Linked DNA regions of Rattus norvegicus: regions 1 and 3 are each linked to region 2. Evidence: chromatin contacts called from public Hi-C data. All regions are on one chromosome and are shown on one strand. The core of a region is the stretch at or near the end of the contact, and the rest is flanking DNA. Distances in the headings are between cores, read along the strand shown.

The links. A called contact is a pair of places that touch in the nucleus more often than the background predicts.
Region 1: a Hi-C map of liver shows a contact between it and region 2, with 4 times the contacts expected there. The contact joins two enhancer-like sites. A contact is called at or near these places in 9 of 12 Hi-C or Micro-C datasets (the A7r5 cell line, the Rat2 cell line, Schwann cells and 4 more).
Region 3: a Hi-C map of liver shows a contact between it and region 2, with 5 times the contacts expected there. The contact joins the promoter of Zfp36l2 here to the enhancer-like site in region 2. A contact is called at or near these places in 10 of 12 Hi-C or Micro-C datasets (the Rat2 cell line, Schwann cells, frontal cortex and 5 more).

The regions. Positions count from the first base shown.
Region 1 is chr6:16,398,909-16,402,335 of GRCr8, reverse strand. The region is part of intron 2 of LOC134479316 (a long non-coding RNA gene); the gene reads right to left. Among named protein-coding and RNA genes, the nearest start is that of Zfp36l2, 160 kb to the right of the region's middle. Within about 2 kb of position 1,420, at least 26 of the 93 cell types and tissues checked have an H3K27ac peak or open chromatin away from gene starts, as enhancers often do. A contact at or near this core is called in liver, where this site is marked.
Region 2 is chr6:16,318,023-16,321,485 of GRCr8, reverse strand. No RefSeq gene overlaps it. Among named protein-coding and RNA genes, the nearest start is that of Zfp36l2, 77 kb to the right of the region's middle. Within about 2 kb of position 2,020, at least 29 of the 93 cell types and tissues checked have an H3K27ac peak or open chromatin away from gene starts, as enhancers often do. A contact at or near this core is called in Schwann cells, hepatocytes, kidney and 1 more, where this site is marked.
Region 3 is chr6:16,240,968-16,243,931 of GRCr8, reverse strand. Zfp36l2 (zinc finger protein 36, C3H type-like 2) reads right to left here and starts at 1,310. Exons shown (of 2, transcript NM_001036626.2): 1 at 1,027-1,310; 2 at 1-532. The coding sequence starts at 1,077.

The DNA.
Region 1 (3,427 bases), core at 171-2,670, 81 kb before region 2:
GAAAAGAGTCACTCCCACTCAGTTCAAGACTCCCAGAGATTCTAACTGATCAGGCAGAGACGCTCTGGCTAGTTTTATATCAACTCGACACAAGCTAAGGAGGGAACCTCGGGTGAGAAAACACCTCCATGAGATCCAGCTGTGGAGCATTTTCTTAGTGATCAATGGGGTAAGACCCAGCCCATTGTGGGTGGTTCCATACTTGGGCTGGTGGTCCTGGATTTTATAGAGCAGGCTGTGCAAGCTATAAGGAGTAAATCAGGAATCAGTGCCCTCCATAGCCTCTGTATCAGCTCCTGCCACCAGGTTCCTGCCCTGCTTGAGTTCCTGTCCTGACTTCCTTTGATGATGAACAGCATGTGGAGTGTAAGCCAAATAGACCCTTTCCTCCCCAACTTCCTTTTGGCCATGGTGTTTTATCACGGCAGTAAGAAGTCACTAAAAAGTGTTCCAGAAGTCTTTATTAGAGTATATATTTTAGATATTTTGAGCTGGGTAAATAGATTGATTGGTAGAGTCTTGCCTTTTGCTGGGGGGGGCACAGATTGATTGGTAGAGTCTTGCTTTGCATTCAAGAAACCCTGCATTCAATTCCCAGCACCTCATATACCAGGCATGGTAGCCAGCACTTGGGAGGTGGAGACAGGAGGATCAGAAGTTCAAGGTCATCCTCAGCTATGTCATATATGACATTCTGTCTATAAATAATTAATAAACAAGCCTCCTAGGTGGCCCTGGAATTTAGACAGCTTTGGAAACCACCAGAATAAATGATGCAAGGGTTTTATTTTAATCAAAACCAGCTGTGTCCTCCAACTGGTACCTGCCACTAGTCATTGCAAGTAAGGCCACCGTTTAACACAGAGAGGCTACCATTCCTCCAGACAGCCCCAGTGTCAGGGGAAGGGACAACAACACCCTAGTCCCCTCCTGCAGCTGCCTCAGTATTGTGGCCAATGGAGCTCACCATGAAATTGGTTCTCCATACCTCCCAAAGCCAGACCAGGAGGCATCTGGCAGATGTTGTGGATCCCACCAGAGGAGAGGCCTTCGAGAGCCAAGGGAATCCAGCCACTCCCTCCACCCAGCCCAGGTTTCTGCCAAATCCTGTGCCCTTCCCTCCTACCGGGACACTTCATTTGGCCTAAGGAAGCTCCTGGCTCCTTCATTTCCCAAATTAAGCCAAGGCTGTCAGCTGAGGTGTGGGGGATGGCCACGGCTGGTCCCTTGAAGCCTGGAACAGAGTCTTTCTGGAGGAATCCGAGTGCAAGAGGAAAGTAAAGATATGAAGAAGTCGGGGAGGCCACTGGTGAGATGGGGGGCGGGTCTGACCCGGCCTCTGGTGACCTGGCCTTGATCCCCACAGGGAAAGTGCCTCAGGCAGTGAGGACTGAGGAAGAGGAAGGGCACAGAAAGACAGCATCAACCTCCACTAAGGACTCGGGACTGTTGACGTGGGAGAGACAGGCCGGCTCAGCCTTGGTCTGGCTCTGGTCCACAGTGAGGAGGAAATGGTTTTCACTAAAAAACAAAGTTGAAAAACAGTTTGCTGAAGGGGAATGAAAGAGGAAAGGGGGAAAGGGAGGGGAGGGAGGGCTCGCCCAAACTGTCTGCTCATCACAATCACCTGGGCAGCTGCTAAAAACGCAGATTCCGAAGCCCATGCCAAGTCAGTAAAATGTTATTCTTGGTAGCCTGGCTTTCTCTTCCTTACGGTTTAAAGACATAGACTCAACTTAACCAGCTTGGAAGACCTGGTGCTGGGTGTGCCAAGGTGAAGGGCTGGCTCATAGTCCTTAAGGAAATGCCAAACCAGAGAGACCCAACGAACTCAGGGGAAAACTCCTAAAAAAATACTCACTCCTCCCCAGCCAGTCTAGGGCTCCCCTGTGCTTGCCTTCTGTCATTTGAGTTCCCAGAGAAGGGTCTCCAGGACTCTGCTAACACCTTCCTCTTGTCCCTGTGGGAGGCTCAGGCCTTCCCATCCTGCAGTCCCATCCTGCAGTCCCAGCCTAGTAGGTCTCCTAACAGAGGACCTGCCCTGCAGCCACACTGATTTTAGCCCATCAACACCGGTGTGGACCCATAGCCTCCAAAGAGAGCACATGCATGCTGTTTTCAGCCGCCTGCCTTACAGAGCCCTGTGAACCCGACTCCAATAGGCTCCCCACCTCACCAACCAGCACCAGGGACTCCAGGGTCCCCACAGTCCCTCACCACCCAGCCTTCTTCTGAGCCTCTCTAGACCCCTCAAACATATTTCCAATGTTCCTCACAGCTCCCTTATGACTGATCAGTCAATATACTGTCCTCTCCTCTCTGATGCCACTGTGCTGTGGTCATGTGGTCAGGGTTCTGTTTTCTTCTGTTATATCGACCCCTTTCCAGACATGGTTCCAAAGTGAGGCTTGGTACTCCACACCCTGACTCCCAGCAGTAGGAGGCTCTCCATGTGCCTTCCTGGCCTTTCTGAGGAGACCTAGGTCACCTGCTCATCCCTCACCCCATACATCACCCTTCCAGGAATTCCTCTCTGACTGTCATGCCATTTGCTCAGTGCTTGACACATAGTAGGCATTCAAAAAGCATAAGAAGTCATTGGATCCCCAGGGCTTTAATGTCAGGAATGAATTAACCCACGGACGGTTTCCAATTGGATGGCACTCTGGAAAGGTGGCGGAAGCTATGGAGGTGGGGCCTGGATGGAGGAAGTGAATTACAGTTTCCCATTCATTCCCACAGGGCTACTTTCACACTTCACTCAAACCTCCGAACAAATGTCAGCCCATCTAATAGTTACCTCCCCATTAGTAGGCTCTATCTTGTTGCTGGTCCTTCAGTCTGCCACAAGGGGCGCTCTTGTGCTCCCTTCCCAGCATCCTGTGTGCCTGCCATCCTGCTCTGTCTCACTGGACTGTGCAAACAGCAGTGCGGCTCAGCATGGTTAATATCTCCGAGACCAAATAGATGCTTCCTCCATTTAAATTGTCTCTCTTGGGTGTTTATCTCAGCAACAAATCTGATTAACACACTGAAAATACCTTTCTATTATATCTGTAAATATGTGTAATGGAGGTGGGGCATGTGCGCATAAATAGAGATGCCCGAAGAGACCGGAGTGGGGCGTTGGAGCTGCCCGATGTGGGTGCTGGCAACCAAACCCGGGTCTTCTGGAAGAGCAGTATGTGCTCCTAACTTCTGAACCCCCTCTAGCCCCTCAAATCCTTTCTTCTCCTCCTCCTTCAGATTTTCCCTTTATTTTTATTTTGTGTGTATGGGTATGTGGGCTATGCACCACGTGTGTGCAATACCCGCAGAGGCCAGAAGAGAGCGTCAGAACTCCTGGAACTACATACAACTGTTAGCCACCCTCTGGGTGCTGGAAGTCAAACCCAGGACCTCCGGGAAAACAGCCTGTATTCTTAAC
Region 2 (3,463 bases), core at 771-3,270:
CTCAAAGCTCTATCCTTTGTTTAGTCAGGTTTGGGCCCTGGGTGTGGACTTGGAGGCGGTCCTTTGAAAGGAAAAGCAGGTTTGAACCCTCACATGGGGGTGCTCTGGATCTCCATGGCTTGAGAGGGTGAGAGAGCCTCCCTCCCTGCACACTCACATCCCTGCCCCTCCTTTGGAGCGCCACCCCCAGGAAATGGGAGCCAGGACCCTACAGAGTTCTCCACAGGAGACAGTAGCCTCCATGTGGGCACGAGAACCCTGGACTGCCCAAGCCCACCTAGAAGTGTGCAGAAGAAGGCTGTGTCATGATGATTAGCCTCTGGGACACTCCTAACTCCAACTAAAGGGGGATGCCTTCCTCGGCCCCCACTGCTGCACTGGGGCCTGGCCAACAGCTGTTCCTGGCTGAAGGTTCAGCTCTGTCCCACCCACCCAGTCAGTCCCTAGGGGACACGCAAGCGGCTTTGATGCGCTTGTCAAAGCGTTCTTGTTCTGACAGCTGTTTCCCAGGAGGGCACTTACTGCCACAACCACCTCCCACATCTGGCTCTGGGAATAGTGCCCCACCCATCAGCAGACAGAAATGCTGAACACACAGGGACAGCTGAGGGCCTCAGCCCATTGGGACTGAAAGGGGTCATTCCATCCCCATTTATAGACGAGGTCAGGTACTCTCTGCTCCCAAGGGCTGGCCACAGTACCCTAAGGGCTCTAATTCAGGTCTGAATCCTCCTCCTTGGCTTAGGCCCAGCTCCACTTGCACAAGCCACATTCAAACCAGAAAAGTGTTGCAGGGTACCCAGAACTAGAAAGGACAAAGAAGGAACAGTTAGAGTGGACTCAGAGTCCTTGCTCTGTCCTCTCAGTGGAGTGATCATGTCTCCCGTGGGACCCATTGACCTTGGTCACTATAATAAAAAAATACCAGATCTGAATTTATTTCAATCAGCATTCATAACCTGGGCTATTCTCTGTGCCTTGTAGGACAGTCACTGCATCCCTGACATTTATTCTAAGATGCCAGTAGCATCCAGCCCCTACCCACATCCCCAGAATTATCAATAGACATGGCCAATATGCCCCAGGGGCAAGACCACACAAATACGAGCACAGCTGATCTTAAAATTACTTTAGTCCCAGCACTGTGGAGCTGAGGCAGGAGAACAGTAAGTTCAAGACTAGCCTGGGCTACATAGTAAATGTGAGTCCTGTCTGGGCTTTGTAAGACTGTCTAAAACAAAAGGGCACATACGATCTGTCCCTGGACCTTCTCAGAGCTCCAGGAAAAAAGGCAGCAGATAACCTATGTGCAAGGATCGGGTAACATATGTACAAGACAACGCAGTATGTGTGAGAAGTCTGCAAAAGCCTGAGGCCATCTAGGAAGGCTTCCTGGAGGAAGGGGGAGTTTTTATTTGGCTAGATACAAGCAGCCTGGAAAGAAAATAGTGTAGGGGAAGTCTCAAGAGCAGTACAAGGGGCTCATGGTGGGGAAGAGCTTGCTGACTCTCCCAGAGGCCGTTGGGAAACCCTCTACTGTGTAGTGAGGGTCTGACAGAGGAGATAAGCAGGCGGGACTCAAGATCGCCCTGCCTTCTGCAGATCTGAAGAGGGTCAAGCCCAGAGTAAGCAGGGAGGATTCCTCACTCCTCAAGCCTGCTCCTGTGTGATGTCCCCCACCAGTCCATGTGGCTTGGGTTGGCAGAGATTTCAAAGACCCAGGAGCCTACTAAACTTTATCCTGGGAACCCCAGCTCTCCCATTCCACCCCCCAGCCCGGACTTAATACTGCATTGGCTTTTCGAGGCACTTTTGATTTAAAATGGGCTTCCAGAGGGAAAGACCCCCCCCCACCCGGGGTCAAAGTTAAGGAATGTGGGGTTCGGGCTGCCCACAGGGAGCTTCTGAGAGATCCTACCAGCAGGGGGCGCTGTGAACCCAGGCACACGGTCCAGGCTTGGGGAGGGAGGCGGCAGCCACATGGTGAAGCCTCCAGACTCTGAGCCTAGCTCCACCCCAGGGAGCTTGCGGGCCTGTGCTCAGCATGGTGTCCCCTCCTCCCGGCTTCCCAGGCTCACCCACCCTTACCCCTCACCTGAGGAAGGAGAAGCCATTGTGCTGACCATTTGGCTGATGATGCAGCAAGGTCAGAGAGAACAGAGACTCAGCAGCCTGCTGCAGATGCGGGTTGACCCACCGGCATGCCAGTGTGTCAGCCCCATGTGGTTGGGGCAACCTTTGGGCCTTGTTGGCAAGCCTACGCTGTCCTCAGGCTGACACTGCATGCTGCAGAGGCTAGCGTGGACAACCCCACGTCGTGAGAAGTGCTGGCCAAGGGGAAGAGGTACATGCTCAGGCCCAAGTCGTGTGGAGTAGAGGGTAACCAGCACAGCAGGCAGAGAGCAAGTGGACACCGTCCTGCGTGAATTCTCTCTCAGCAGCTAGCTCTGACAACAATGAGCCACGGTTGGCATGCAGGGGTGCTTGTGTACGCGCGCGCGCGCGCGCGCGCACACACACACACACACACACACACACACACACACACACACACACACACACACACTGCCTGGGGTGCTGGGTGACATGTTGAGGACCCATCTGAGAAGCAGGTGTGGCTATGAGCCCATCTGATAGATGAGAAAATGAAGGCTCAGTAAAAGTAGCCTTGGAGAGTTTCTGAGATTCCCAGGAGGAAACCAGCACACCCCAAGTCTGCCTAGCACTCACCTGTGCTCCCAGAGCTCCTGCTGGGCCTAGAGGTCTAAGTAAATAAAGTTTGGAGCCCAGCCTGCAGAATCTGTGGCTGAGGAGAGTGCTACTGAGGATGGAGGGGAGTGGACAGGACCTCCTGGAGACTCCAGGAAGGAGCCCAGCAGGCCGCCTGGCTGTTTCCAGTCAGAGACCCTCCTGGAGGGGGCAAGCCTTGAACAACAAGCTTGATTCCTGAACAAAGGCAAACAATTGGTTCACACCAGCCAATCCCCTCAGTACCTCCTCCCTCCTCTCCCCACTCCCCCGCTTGCTGGTACCCGGCAGCATCCAGGTCCAACTAGAGAGGAAGGCAGAAGCTACCAGGAAAATAGGGCACCAGATCTGTGGGTTCAACCAGCCATTCTTGCTAGGTATTGACTAAGCTCTTAGAAAAATGGAGAGTAGGGTCTGGAAGCACACACCAGTCTTTGCCTACTCAAGAGGCTGAGACGGGGGAATTTTGAGTTTCAGGAGCGCTTGGACAATTTAATGAAAAATCTTCTTAAGATAAAAAGAGAATAAAATACATTTTTTAAGAAGAACCAGGCATGGTATTGGTATTATACACCTACAGTCCTATAAAATAAAATTAATGTTTGCTTTCGTTTCTTAAGAGAGGGGGAAGAATTCAAAAGACAGGCAAACCCAGGATGTGTGCTCTTGCCAACAAAGACAATCAGGGTTGAGTAGGATTAGAACCAGGTCTGCA
Region 3 (2,964 bases), core at 61-2,560, 77 kb after region 2:
ACAGCTCCGTCTTGTACTTGGGGTGCCGAGTGAGGCTGCGCAGCTCATGGAAGCCGTGCGCGAACTGGCACTTCTCGCCGTACTTGCACGTGCCGCTCTCCTCGAAGGGCCGGCACAGCTCGGTCTTGTAGCGCGTGGAGTTGATTTGGGAGCCGCTGCCCCCCTTCTGCTGCTGCTGCAGGTGCAGGAGGTGCTGGCTGCGCTCACCGTTCTCGCTGAAAGAGCGATCCCGGAATTTGCTTTCCTTGTTGACCAGCGCCGTGCCGCTGCCCCCTGAAGGCTCCTTGAGCTGGCCGTAGGAGGACGGGCCGCCCGCGCCTGCCGGGCCACAGCTGCTGCCGTTAGGGGCGCCTGGGAACTTAGGCGAGCAGCTGCCAGGACTGGGGTGGGCGAGCGCGTGTAGGTTGCTGGCGGAGTGGCGTCTCAGGAACCCCGGAGTGAAGCTCGAGCTGGGGGCAGCAGCCACGGGCGTCCCCACCGCCTTCTTGTCCAGCATGTTGTTCAGATTGAGGTTTGCCAGGGATTTCTCCGTCTGCCAAAGGGAGGGGACCGGGGACGGGATGAAAATCTGATGGGGAAGAGAGTTGGGGGAACTGCAGAATGGACGCCAATCCCAACTGCCCACTTGTTGGTGTTCCTTGTGGGTTCCAATTCAGTCTCCACCGCTACACTTACAAAACGCAGGCCGGAGAGAGTGGAGGACGCCCACCCCGGCCGCTCCGGGTCTAGCCATGTGATCCTGGGCCCGTGGCCACGGGATGGGCGGCGCAAACACAGTCCGGGAAGTCCCGGCAGCGTGGCCGCGGTCGGCTCGGGAGGAGCACGGCTGCTCCAGCCGCTACTCGCTCCCTCCCAGCTCTCCACGCCCACAGTTGCAAGCACACAGTACTGCTAACTACAGGACTTCCCTCCACCCGCAAAGCCAACTTGGAAGGGTCCCTCCCGCCTTAGCCGGGCCCGGCGGCCAAGTCTCGGAACTCCAAAGGGTTCCAGGCCGTCCGCCATCCTTTCCCGCTGTCGGCTTACCTTGCACAAGAAGTCGATATCGTAGAAAGCTGACAGAAGAGTGGTCGACATTTTTCTGGGTCCTGTAATGGTCGGAACTGCAAGCGGGGAGGTTGGGAGGAGCCCTCGGTGCGGCGCAGCTCAAACCAAGACGAATAACGGACGAGGGGCAGGGAGGGACGGAAAGTTTGCTTGCGGGGCCGAGGAAGGAGGCCGCGGCGCGCGGAGTGGGGGGCAGAGGAGAAGCGAGAGCGCAGCTCGGCGCCCCGGCCTGCCCCCCGCGCGAGCCGTCGGCAGCTCGCGGACTGGTGGAACTCGGAGACCCGCGAGCGCGCGCCCTATATACAGCCTGGGAGCCGCGCGGCGGCGGGGCAAAGCGCACCCGGGGAGGGGACTGATCGCTGACCGGCTGGGGTCTCTAGGCAACGCCGCCCGCCGGCCCGCAGACGTCAGGCCCCTTCTCGGACTCTCATTGGTCGCCGCCAATTTTTTCCCTTCGGGGGCGGGGCGGGGCGGGCAGTCCCGGGCGTCCCGGGCGGCGTGGGGAGCACGGCTCCTTGGGGTGCGGGGTGGCGGCGGCGGGAATATCTCGTTCTCCCCCGCCTCTTGGAGTGTAATATTGGAAAGCACCTCACGCTCAATCTGACCGGGACCAGGCTATCCCGGACGTGCCTTTCCCTGCCCGATCCTGCTGGGCCGACTGGCGCAGCTTTTATCTCCCACCCTAGTTTTTGCTCGGCGCGCGGGAACTGCAAAACGCAACAATATTGCAATGGTGCGCGTTGCCAAGTTGCTTGGGACTGGGGGCGGGGGTCGCGGCCTGTCTGGTAGGTGGCAGCTCGGGCCCGGCTGCACGTGGAGAGGCCGTAGGGGTGGGGGCGGGAGCGGCCAGCCTGGAGGAGCATTGGAGCGTTTCTCCGCCCCTCTCCCCGCCCAGGCTCAGTAAACAGGACTTGAGCGTTGCGGCCTGTGGGGCAGGGCTGACTGTCTGAGGACAAGGCGCTGGCTTTGCTAATCACATCACAAGACCTTGAGCCTGGGCCAAAGGCGCGGAGTGGCGCGGGGTGTCCGGGGCGGGAAAGCCGACTCGGGGGACTAGAGGGAAGTCGGGGGAGCAGTGTGGACACGGAGGAAGTCACTTCCTTCACCTTTGTGCCTGTTGGTTGGCCTAACCTCCCCACCCGTCTCAGGGATGGGGGGTGCAGCTGCTAGCCAAGGCTTCCCGCCCGTACAGCCTTGGCCTGTTGAGTCCTGCAACCTTTTTCCTACGGCTGTGGGAGGCACCGCATTGAATCTAAGCTTTGTGTTAGCTGCCGGAGGCGGTGGTTGCTGAACCACCACCCAGGTTGGGGGGAAGAGGCCCTCGTTCTGTTGCCTTTAGTGCAACTCCTACTAGCTTTCCGTAGAAAAAGCAGTCTCAAAAGGCCCCTGACTCTTTTGAGAGTAGCACCCCCCCCCACACACCTAGTGCCCAGTGAGGCTACCCCCAACCCCCAACGTTACTCAGGCGATCTGGTCAGGTCCAGAACCCTTTATCCCTACACTGAGTTTATACTGGCTGCCAAAAGCTGGAGTTGGGCCCACGGTTTCACCCAACTGGCAGTCCAGGTTGCCCTGGGTGGAAGGCCCAGTAGTTGCCAGGGAAGGACGCTTGACCAACTACATCCTTCCCACGTTATTCTTCCTGTCTGCTTGCACTCAGTCCAGTGTGCACTTGGGCTGTATCAGTTAACCTGGAAGGTAAGGAGGTACATCTGTCACTCAACAGGCTCCCGAGTCCAGGCGCATTTGGCTGCATTTTTGCCCCTGTAAGGCTGGACTTTAGGGTCACAAATGTGCTAAGTGGGTATGGTGGTTCAGGCAGAGGCAAACAAATTTCGGTGAGTTTTAGGCCAGCCCAGCACAGCTTAGTGTGAGAGTGAGACCATACCTCAATAAAGTAAAGAAAAAAGCCCATAC